Linked DNA regions of Mus musculus: regions 1 and 2 are each linked to region 3. Evidence: chromatin contacts called from public promoter capture Hi-C data. All regions are on one chromosome and are shown on one strand. Each heading gives the region's core, a stretch centred on a gene start, on an enhancer-like site or on the middle of the called end of the contact. The rest is flanking DNA. Distances are from core to core; before and after follow the strand shown.

Evidence for each region. Promoter capture Hi-C pulls out the DNA fragments that hold promoters and counts their contacts.
Region 1: a promoter capture Hi-C map of hippocampal neurons shows a contact between it and region 3, with 5 times the contacts expected there. The contact joins the promoter of Nalcn here to the enhancer-like site in region 3. A contact is called at or near these places in 3 of 39 promoter capture datasets (embryonic stem cells, hippocampal neurons and stem cell-derived epiblast-like cells), 3 of 484 Hi-C or Micro-C datasets (the N1E-115 cell line, cortical neurons and forebrain), 5 of 115 datasets of contacts at active chromatin or transcription factors (embryonic basal ganglia, embryonic forebrain, embryonic midbrain and 2 more) and 1 of 9 other capture datasets (adipose tissue).
Region 2: a contact with region 3 is called in a promoter capture Hi-C map of hippocampal neurons, with 4 times the contacts expected there. The contact joins the promoter of Itgbl1 here to the enhancer-like site in region 3. A contact is called at or near these places in 4 of 39 promoter capture datasets (cranial neural crest, embryonic stem cells and hippocampal neurons), 2 of 484 Hi-C or Micro-C datasets (both in embryonic stem cells), 6 of 115 datasets of contacts at active chromatin or transcription factors (embryonic basal ganglia, embryonic forebrain, embryonic stem cells and 2 more) and 1 of 9 other capture datasets (embryonic stem cells).

The regions. Positions count from the first base shown.
Region 1 is chr14:123,625,198-123,628,787 of GRCm38.p6, forward strand. It overlaps Nalcn (sodium leak channel, non-selective), which reads right to left and starts at 1,947. Exons shown (of 44, transcript NM_177393.4): 1 at 1,619-1,947. It overlaps Gm46490 (a long non-coding RNA gene), which reads right to left. Exons shown (of 3, transcript XR_001781479.2): 3 at 3,416-3,590.
Region 2 is chr14:123,658,067-123,661,628 of GRCm38.p6, forward strand. It overlaps Itgbl1 (integrin, beta-like 1), which reads left to right and starts at 2,074. Exons shown (of 11, transcript NM_145467.2): 1 at 2,074-2,340; 2 at 3,225-3,442. The coding sequence starts at 2,243.
Region 3 is chr14:124,194,061-124,197,481 of GRCm38.p6, forward strand. All of the region lies in intron 1 of Fgf14 (fibroblast growth factor 14), which reads right to left. Among named protein-coding and RNA genes, the nearest start is that of 1700024B18Rik, 210 kb to the left of the region's middle. Within about 2 kb of position 1,946, at least 8 of the 459 cell types and tissues checked have an H3K27ac peak or open chromatin away from gene starts, as enhancers often do. A contact at or near this core is called in cortical neurons and hippocampal neurons, where this site is marked.

The DNA of each region.
Region 1 (3,590 bases), core at 697-3,196, 570 kb before region 3:
ATACACACAGGCACATACAGGCACTCTTTATGCGGGAAAGAGAAAAAAAGCAAGTGGAACATACTGCCATCCACAAGGGGAAATAAAAACACTATAAAGCCTTTAGATATCTGAACTGTGAGCAAATGATTTTGAGTAGATTTTCTTCTTTTAAATGTGCACTTTTTTTCCCTCTTGAATATCCTTGCAAGCCATACCCAAAGTTGTAACTGTATTGTTACCATTTCACAAATTATGGATTTGTTTTTATAGTACTTCTAATCCCATCCTTTCCAGTGAAAGTACATTACTTACCTGTGATCAGGTAAGAGAAGCCAATGGCCTTTCACACAACTTTTTTCTTTTAGCTATTTGGCAAAGCTCAAGTTTTTCCCTTTCCTTATATGGATTTATCAAATAGATGGCACAAAATTATATCAGAGGAGATTGTAACACCCACATAGAACAGAACGGAACCAATCAATTCAGAAATCAATTTCTGAGGTTGTGGAGATTTGAGAAGGCATGGCTCTTATTTGGATTGTTGGACAATCTGGATATAAAAAGACTCCTGCTGTTAAGAAACTGCCACAGTCCCTGCTCCTCTCCCAGGTAACAAAGACACAGCAGAAGCTATGGAACAAGGAATCAAAAATTTAAAAACAAAAGCAAAAACAGCTACCTGTTAATTTTTGATCCCACATGAGAGATTACAGGAAAAAAAGCCACAAGGGGCCTCACTTCCCATTTCCCACAGGGAAATTGAGGAAATCTTCCAAAGGTCATGTGTGTGTGTGTGTGTGTGTGTGTGTGTGTGTGTTCACACATCCTTCACAATACAGTCCTTGGAAATTTGGGCCCAAAGCTGATTTTTTTTTTCTAGTAAAGGACATAGTGTCCAGGTTCGGGGACATTATGTTGTCTAAAGAAACATTAAAGTCAGAGAAATAACTAACCCCTAGGTCACAGTTCTGGACCCATTTCCAGACTCTAGCCAGGCCTTCCAAACTGGGCTCTTAAAGGTTCAAAGACAAAATGCAGTTGCTTTGGCAAGTCCAAACTTTGCTTGCTGATAAGGGTCACTCTAATGACAGCTGCTCAAACAGAACAATTAATAAAATGAGAGCAAATTAGCAAACAGCAGTCCGCAGGATTATGGGATTGGGCAAGGCCCAGAAGGCCTTCCCAAAAGCTGATGGAGCAGAGGTACTCCCCAAACCCTCCTCCCAGTATTGGGTTGACCCAGGTGAAGGCCAGAGGCAATTAAGGCCTTTAGCAATCAGGGCCAGCATAGTGAGGGTCTGGATGCATGTCAGCCCCACCCCCAGCCACCTGCTTCCCCCACCTCCAGCACCTGCTGGATGCCAAGGCTGGGCAGGCCCCATCCAGCGGCCCAAGGCTTCCCAAGGCCCACTTGGGAGCAACTTGCACGGGGGGCCAGAGGGCGCACAGTGGCGCACAGTGGCTCCCAGAGTCCCTTCCCTGCGCGCCCAGACTGAGCTGTCTGCCGCCTCCTGGATTCCCAGAACCCTGCCCAGGCCAGGCCCCAGCGAAGGGATAGCAGGACGCCTCCCGGCCTCCGGTGTAAGACGCTGTGCCCGCCTTGCCGCAGCCTCCAGGGCCAGCGGCCATAACCAACCTGTAACCGCAGCGCGCGGAGTAGTCATGGTGCTGAGGCTGCAGCGGCGGCGGCGGCAAGCGGGATCCGTGCGGGGCGCGCCGGCCTGAGCGGGTGGGGACGCGGCCCCTCACCTATGGCGGCTCAGTCAGCTCCGTGCTGGTTCTGCACTAGCATCTGCCGCACGAGCGAGGGGCACGGAGAGAGCTGCAGGAGTCCTGGCCTTGCGTTTATTCGCTTGCCTTTTGCTGTTGGCTTTGCTGCGCGAGCTACGGAGGATGCTCAAGGCAGCGCCGCCGCAGCTGGTGGCCAGTGCCAGGGTCCGTACTTGCAGGTGGCTTCCCTCTCTCCTCCAGCAGCCAGTCTCAGCAACAGCTGGGCAGTCTTCTCAGGCTGTTCTAGGGGCTCCTGCTTCTCTAGGCCTGTGTGCTACTGTAGTGCTACTTTATGCGCTCCTAAGTATGAAATTGCAAAGTAATAAATACATCAGTAATGTTTCAGTCTTTTAAATATGTCACCATGTAGATAGAGGCTAAAGGGTGTTCGTACATGGTTAACTCTATACTCTATTTGCAGCACCAGGGTAGGCTGAAGCTGAGGTCTTGTAGGGAATCCAGTAGAATAAGTGTAGGGACATTTTGCATCTCAACTACCTTGTTCAGGCCCAGGAGACACCGTCCACTGCACTCTCATTCCTAAAGGTTTATTTGCCTACAGTCAGCTTTAGCAATCATTCAGGAGTTCCCAGCCTGTGATTTCACTATCACATATACACAAAAGTATGCCTTTTGCAGTTGTCTTTGAAGCACAAAGGATCAGATGAAGCTTCCTCTAAAAGGAAACTTAAGTGAAAAACAACTGCCTGTCACAAAATGTTGTCTCTCTAGCAACCAACATAAAATTTCACACACACACACACACACACACACACACATACACACACACACATTTTAAACAAGCATTTTCTAGCCTTATATATTTAATTTCCCCCCTTTACAAAAAAACTAATCTTTACAACCCTATTAGGTTCTTTGTGGAGTTTTTTTTTTTGTTTGTTTTTTTTTTTTTTTTTGTTTCTCTTGTTGTTTGGTAGGTTTTTGTTGATGTTTCCTTAAAGGGGCATGTTAATAATCAGTGTTTCACAATATATAGAAATGTGAGATTGTTTTTTCATCAAATTGCTAAAAACTTCAGAATTACCAACTGTATAAAAAGCTGTAATTCAGACAAAGGATTAAACATTTTCATAATAAAATTAAAAATAATTTCAATACTGGTGTCTTAGTCAGGGTTTCTATTCCTGCACAAACATCATGACCAAGAAGCAAATTGAGGAGGAAAGGGTTTATTCAGTTTACACTTCCATACTGCTGTTCATCACTAAGGAAGTAGGACTAGAACTTAAGCAAGTCAGGAAGCAGGAGCTGATGCAGAGGCCATGGAGAGATGTTCTTTACTGGCTTGCTTCGCCTGGCTTGCTCAGCCTGCTCTCTTATAGAACCAAAACTACCAGTCCAGAGATGGTCCCACCCACAAGGTGCCTTTCCTCCTTGATCACTAATTGGGAAAATACCCCACAGCTGGATCTCATGGAGGCACTTCCCCAACTGAAGCTCCTTCCTCTGTGATAACTCTAGCATTTGTCAAGTTGACACACAAAACCAGCCAGTACAACTGGTAAATCCACAACTAATTTATTTTAAGTTTTATTACTGGTTCATTTCATCATCTCTGTTGCTACTTCCTTTTAAAACAAAAAACCTAAATAGTACTTTATTGCTAGTGTTAAAATACATAATGGTATATCACTCTTGGGGTTATAATTATAAATTAGAATTCTAGAAAAACATGATCATGAAACATGGTAACACCAAGATTTTGATAAAAAATTGAACAGCATTTTTTCAGTAGTGGTTTTTCACTATCTCAGCAATACTCTACATCAGACAGGCACTTCAGAACCTGCTCTGTCAGTAATTGTCATATCTCTACT
Region 2 (3,562 bases), core at 824-3,323, 540 kb before region 3:
GGGGTAGGGAAGCAAAGAGGATAAATAGTACATGCTTCATATTAAAGCTTCTTGTTTTCACTGCAATTTCCTACTCAAGCTTTGAGATAGATGCTTCTCTGTTATTTCATCTTCCCTTCATCTCCAGGGTTCCCTGATGTTTACAGGAAAGCCCATCCACTTGTCTCCATTGTCTTAGGTATGGGTGGGAAGGAATGTAATGCTAACGCCCATGCTGGGAATGGGAAGACCACTGCTATATCGAGACACCCTTAGCCCCAGCCTTGTGTCCTATACATTGCAAGGCATCTCTTTTTCTTTGGTGAAAGCTGATTTCTTGCCGCACCACCGATTCAGTTGGTTTGATGAAGAAGCCCGAAGATGCACATTTCAAGCAAGTTTCCAGGTGGTGCTGATGCTGCTGATCCATGGACCCCACTTGGGAACCAGATTCCCATTCTGTCTCTCAACCACTGAACTCCCCTATCAGCCTCTCTTTAAAACAATCCTTCTCTACGAGATGAGCAGGTCATTTGGTGCAGGGAACCTGCCAACTTGGAACTCAGACTTTTCTTTCTGGGTCATACTCTGGTATGAATATCTCAGAATTCTCTCCTCAGAAAGCCTCTAATAGTACTCCATGTACTGTATACCTATTACAAGTCTATCCCCTGATGGACCTAAGGACTGATAAACGTCAACTCTTTACTGGTGTCCATGCAAAGCTCTTCTTGGTACAGATCTAAGCAAAGAGAGAAACACAAACGTGGTCAAGGGCACTTCTGTTCCTGCTTGCTCTAGCAGCCAGTATTGGGATGTATTGTACCTTTATCCACTTTCGGAAATGCCAGAGGAAATTCTTCCCTGCAGGAGCTTGTGTCTAACTTGAAAGCTTACAAAGCCATGTGTCCTATACATTGATTCCAGGGATCATCAACATCAGAAGACGCCTTTACATATAAAGTGTTCTTCAAGACTTTCCTCCATCTGCACACTCTCCCAGATGGCCATACGGTGTGGGTGACTCTGAGTGAACGCTGAGGTCCTACATGAGTCCCAGTGAATCATCAGTTCATATCTTTGATCTCAGGTTTTATCTTTAAAGTAGCGATAAAATAAAATTGCATCTCTTTTCTCTTCCACCCCCACATTTATCATCGAGGTTAAATCTTCCTTCTTTAGCCTTTCAGCTCAGCTCCTCCCTTCTTAGTTGTGATTGTTACCTGCATCTAATCAGGAAGTAATTTTCCATTGCAATCCCTGGTCCTCTGGAATTGGTGTTTTTGTTTTGATTGACAGTTTACCAGTCCTCTGCCTTCCTGAAAAGGAAGATGTCCCCTTTGTCCTTTGTATGCCTCTTCCATCTGGCACAGAGTCTGGTGCCTGATAGAAGTGTAATTAGCAAAACAATGTGTGATCATTCTCACAATCAGAATTAATATCAGAGGCTGGCGCTGAGTAGGTGACTAAAAAACACTGCTGATTTATTTTTTTTTTTTTTTAGTGCAAATCACACTTTAAACATATATTTTATTTTGTTTCTGCCTACTGAAATCACAGGAAAGAATAGCGTGGATTTGGAACAACTTTAATTTGGACTGTCCAAGTCAAGAAAAAAAAATGTGGCTGCGATAAGAAACTGGCCTGAATAACTGGAAGAAAAAAATACACCTTTTAGACATTTAGGGAATAAAATACCCATGGTTAAAGACAAAGCTTAATAAATACAAAGTTGTGATTGCCAGCTTTGTTCATTTGCATCTCTCAAGCCGCCAATGGGGCTTCTTTTAATACTGCTGGTGGAGGCGATTCCTTTCCGTGTTTACCATAGCCCTCCCCTTCCTTTTCACAATTCAGGAATTATTTTAACGGTGCCTTTCCAATCAGCCAGTCCAAATATCCTCTTGTTAAATATTTCGGGGGCCTGTACTTGAAGAAAGACAAGATTTTCTCAAATCTGTGAACAGGACACTTTTTTAAAATGTCAAAATAAACCATCTGCTTGTACAACTGTTTCTAATTACTTCCCTGCCTAGACTCTCCACTGGAGGAGTTTGGCACCCGCACCCCGCCCAAAGCGGATCCACTGCCCAAGTCTTCGCAGGCAACTGAGCTTCCAGGAGGAGCCCAGAACCTGTGAGCTCCGCTATCCCAAGTCCTTCTGCCTGGACATCTGCTGGTGACACTTCCTCCTGCTGCCTCGGGTGGAAGCCCCACCTAGCAGCAGTGCAGCTGGTCTGCCCTCCCTCCTGCAGAGCTCAGCATGCATCCTCCAGGCTTCAGGAACTTCTTGTTGCTGGTGTCCTCCCTTCTCTTCATTGGGCTGTCAGCTGCTCCTCAAAGCTTCTTACCATCTCTGAGGTAAGTTTGGTTTATTGTTGTTTGAGACACACCTGCCCTGCCGTGGGTAGCAGAATTCAAGCTTACAGATGACTGTCACAAGCCAAGAGCAGTTACTAAGTGGGACGTTAGATTAACAGTTTTCAACCTGTTCTGCCTTTTCTTTCCTTATATCTAACTTTAATGTTGCTTCATAATCTGTTCATTCACTTTTCCTTTGGAAAATTACTCATTGAATAAAGCGGATATCATTTCTCCCCCTGCAAATACATGTTAGGGTTTTTTTGTTTTTGTCGTTACTTTTACTTACCTCAAGTCAAAGATGTACTTATGCACACTTGTCTGATCCCATAGCCTGTAAGGCAGTCTTCTTTCCACTTTTTAATATAGCACCCGCTTGATGGCCCTGTCACACCTTGCATTGCATTTTGAAAAAGGCAACAAGTTCCATTCCAACTTTTAAAACATAGACTACTTAATGTCTGCTTCAAGTATAATTTAAAAGCATTACTTCCTACCATATGTATGATACATTAAACTTTTTCTATACATTCCTCTCTTTATTTTTACCAAGTAATCTCCCTCTAGCTATTAGATAGCAATGAGCGCTTTTTAAAGAGAAAGAACAAAAAGCCAGCCAAGGATCATACTTCAGACTAATTTGCATTTAATCAAAATGTGCATTTAAGATTCAGTGGCAATCCGCCAAGGAGCAAGAGGCCGTCGCCTCTGTCTACTGGAAGGTGCTATTTTTAGTCGTGTTTAAAACAACCTTTCAGAGGCTTGCTTGGCCCACAGAGAAATGAGGCTGCAGGCCTCTTCTCCACCGAGTGTGGGCTGGGAGTAGAAGGGGCGGGGTCTGTGTCTGACTGTGGCCTAGCTGTGGCCTTTCTTATCTCCTGCAGAAGCCTGTCGGGCGCCCCCTGCAGGCTGTCCCGGGCAGAGTCCGAACGCAGATGTCGTGCACCTGGGCAGCCCCCAGGGAGCGCTCTGTGCCATGACCGTGGCCGGTGCGAGTGTGGGGTCTGCATCTGTCACGTGACCGAACCTGGCACCTACTTCGGTCCACTGTGTGAGTGCCATGAGTGGATATGCGAGACCTACGACGGGAAAACCTGTGCAGGTAATGCAGAGGCGCTGTTTGTTCCCTAGGGAGTCACCTGCATCCAGTTATTACTATCAGAGGTCATGCTTCTATGAATTTTTGGCATCATTTATTACAATATTTCTTTTCTTCTGGGAC
Region 3 (3,421 bases), core at 696-3,195:
GGAAAAGGAAGACTGAGGAAAAGCTCTTCATGCTTTAGTGGTTGTAGTTGATCCAAGCACTAGATGCACCACCACCACCATCCTGCCCAATTTTGTCTATCATCCCAGGAAGACAAGGAGAAAGAAAGGCAAAAGCTAAACTTCTCACCATCCAATATGGACACAGACATAGCATGCTTTGGCAATCATTGGCAGGGTTTTAGAAATATTTTCCCAGTACTAGATGAGAACTGGAAAGTGGGATAAGGAAGACAGGAAGTCTCTGAAGCAGTGTTGAACAAAAATGTACTATTTCCTTTGTTTTGGATAATAGTTAAAAAGTACTACAAAGATACGACTAGGCAAATAAGGGAAGTGTAGCCTACGATGTATTCCAGGGAAGCTGAACTTCTTCACCCAACAACTGATCCATATCTTCCCCTTGTAAGGAGTTCTTTTTCTTTCACTGCTCTTCCTTTAGATCTCCTTTCTTACTAGAGATGTGGAGAACATCTGCTGAAATGGTAGTGTGTGAATTTGGATCCAGGGCAGGTATTATTAGGTTTAGGGTAATATCGTTTTTGATATTAAGAGGTATGCCCTGTAAGATTATTCCCATCACTTGGCTGTTACATCTACAAACACCACAATTACTAAGAGGAATATTTTAGAGTTACCTTGTCTAAAATGTGTACTGCTTTGTCACCCATGAGTTTAAAGAGAAAACTGAGAAAAGGGGAACACCAATGTATTTTGAGTGTGTGTTTGTGAAGCAGTGTCGTGGTTCACAGAGAAGATTGTTTACAGAGAGATGAGCAACCCTAATAAAACATGGATAAAAGTATGACTGTTCTTTTGCTAAATCACAGGGGTAAAGAACCCTAATAAGCCAGACAGTGCACGCCTTTAATCCCAGCACTTGGAAGGCAGAGGCAGGAGGATTTCTGAATTCGAGGCCAGCCTGGTCTTCAGAGTGAGTTCCAGGACAGCCATGGGTACACAGAGAAACCCTGTCTCAAAACAATCAATCAATCAATCAATCAATCAATCAATCAAACAAACAAACAAACAAACAACCCTTAATAAGAGTCATTACTGCAAAGAATCCATTTGGATATTTGAAAAGTTCTAGTTTGGAATTTCTAAATGACTACATGATTAAAACAAACAGATTTACCTAAAGGTTTCGTAGTGGTTTTTTTTTTTTTTTTTTCTGGAGAATGAGATGAGATGCAAAGTGTAAAATGACCTTTTAAATTGAGTACAACTCCAGCAGCCAAGACATCATGCTATTAACTCGAATCGGATTGAGCTCCTTGTCATCACAGCTGTGTTCACTGGTTTGTTTGTTTGCCTGTTTGTTTCGTATTTCAGTCATATTTCCCAATCTTTGACTATAGGTAAGTCAGACTTTGGGCTTCATATGTCACCCCCTCTCCATTATTTATTGCACCTCAAGTTCCCGCTTGTTTGAGGTTCAGCACCGCGGACAGTGACGCTGGCCAGCCACACTTCATTGAAGAAGCCAGAATAGAGAAGCGCTGTCTGGCTATCTTGTAAAGGTCTCCTAGACTATATCTTCCCGTAAAGGCAATGTTTTGCCCCCTCTTTTTCTTAAATGGAAAGGAAATTAACCATCACTACTTCCACTGACTGTAATAACACACCTCGAGGCAGAAGCTTTCAACTGTTGGATACCAGAGAAGCATCCTGCCTGCTCGATCTTTCTATTAGGATCCCTGATGAAGTGTGTAGAAAGTCTCTCTGACAGTGAAATTTCTCAAATCTCCAGAGGCCCATTCTATTCGATGTGGCTTCGTATTTCAGGAGAATCTGAAGAAGGGAGTTGTATTAGGCAATCGGGGTCTTTTAGCTTAATCCTCGCATTTTCCTATTCCCTCTTCCAAAGGCTACTAGGCTGTTTACAGATAGAGATAAGTGAAAGAAAACGCAAGAGAGCCATCTGCTGTCTTAAGCTGTGATAAAAAGGCAGCGCTGAGCTGGAGAGAAACCAGGAGGGTGCAGAGGAAACCAAACATAAGGAGAATACAGACAAGGCTTCTTGCCTCAGAATCTCTTCAGACTTATTAATTTCACCTTTGACTTTATATAAAGCAACGAGAAAGATAGAAGGGAGAGAGGAGAGGAGAGGAGAGGAGAGGAGAGGAGAGGGGAGGGGAGGGGAGGGAGGAGATGAGAGAGAAGGTGAGGGAAGGGGAGGGAGGGAAAGGGAGGAGGGGGAAGGGAGGGGAGAGGAAGGGAGGGGAAGGGAAGGGGGAAAGGGAGGAGAGGGGAAGGGAGGGGAGGAGAAGGGAGGGGAGGAGAAGGGAGGGGAGGGAAGGAGAGGAGAGGAGAGGAGAGGAGAGGAGAGGAGAGGAGAGGAGAGGAGAGGAGAGGAGAGGAGAGGAGAGGAGAGGAGAGGAGAGGAGAGGAGAGGAGAGGAGAGGAGAGGAGAAGAGAGGAGAGAGGCTACTTAGGAAGATGGTGTTTTTCTGACTAAGCTCTTAGGTGTGTAAACTTCAATTTCAAGTGCTCTTGGTTCTTGGTTTCTGGTTCTTTTTCTTCTTTTCTTTCTTTGTTTCTTCCTTCTTTCCTTTTTAATTTATTTTTTGAGTCTGGAACTTCTTAAGGTGATCTCCAAAGTAATTTTAGTTTTTCTGCTTCAAGTTTTGCATCTTTTAAGCAGAGAGCAGAATCCATTCAGTTCTAAACAAAGTGCAGACTCTATGACAGTATCTTAGAGTATACAACAAATGCCAGCTATTTAGTATCATCCCCTAGACTATGTACTCATATCTTACACATTCTTTTCCAGTTTCAATGCTTTAATATCACAGCATATATTCTCAGGTAAGTTTTTCTCCTTCTGCTAATAGACATAAATTTACCCCTGTATTTCCATGCCTCCAAACTGCTGATCCAAATATCATCATGCCTCTCAATGTTATTGAGTCTGTGGGCAGTAAATAGTCCTAGCATGTAAAGTACCATAGAAACACCATTCTGAGGGAAGGCAAAGAATTGTTCCACCATTTGCTATACTTTAAGGTTTCTAGAAGATGCATAGTTTCAATGGGCCTGTCAGTCTAGATTTGTTGTTATTCTCTCTAACTGCTGGATCCTTACACTCATCCTTGCAATATAAAGTCTTGGCTAACATTAGAACCCAAGTGAGGGAAATATACTGTATAAATTCATCTGCATTTTGTTTACACTCTCTCAACACAGTTTTGCCCCCATGATTTTCATTACCCATAGGTTATTGTGAGACTTCAATGATGATACCAAACACTGTTGTGCATATCACACAACTGGGATTTAATAAATAGTAACTATTGGTGATCATTTAACTTGTCACCATTTATTCAGTTGATCCAGTTCTGATCAGAGTCGGTACAATACTAGGCAAGTCAACAGATTTTTAAGTGATAAAGAGAAACAA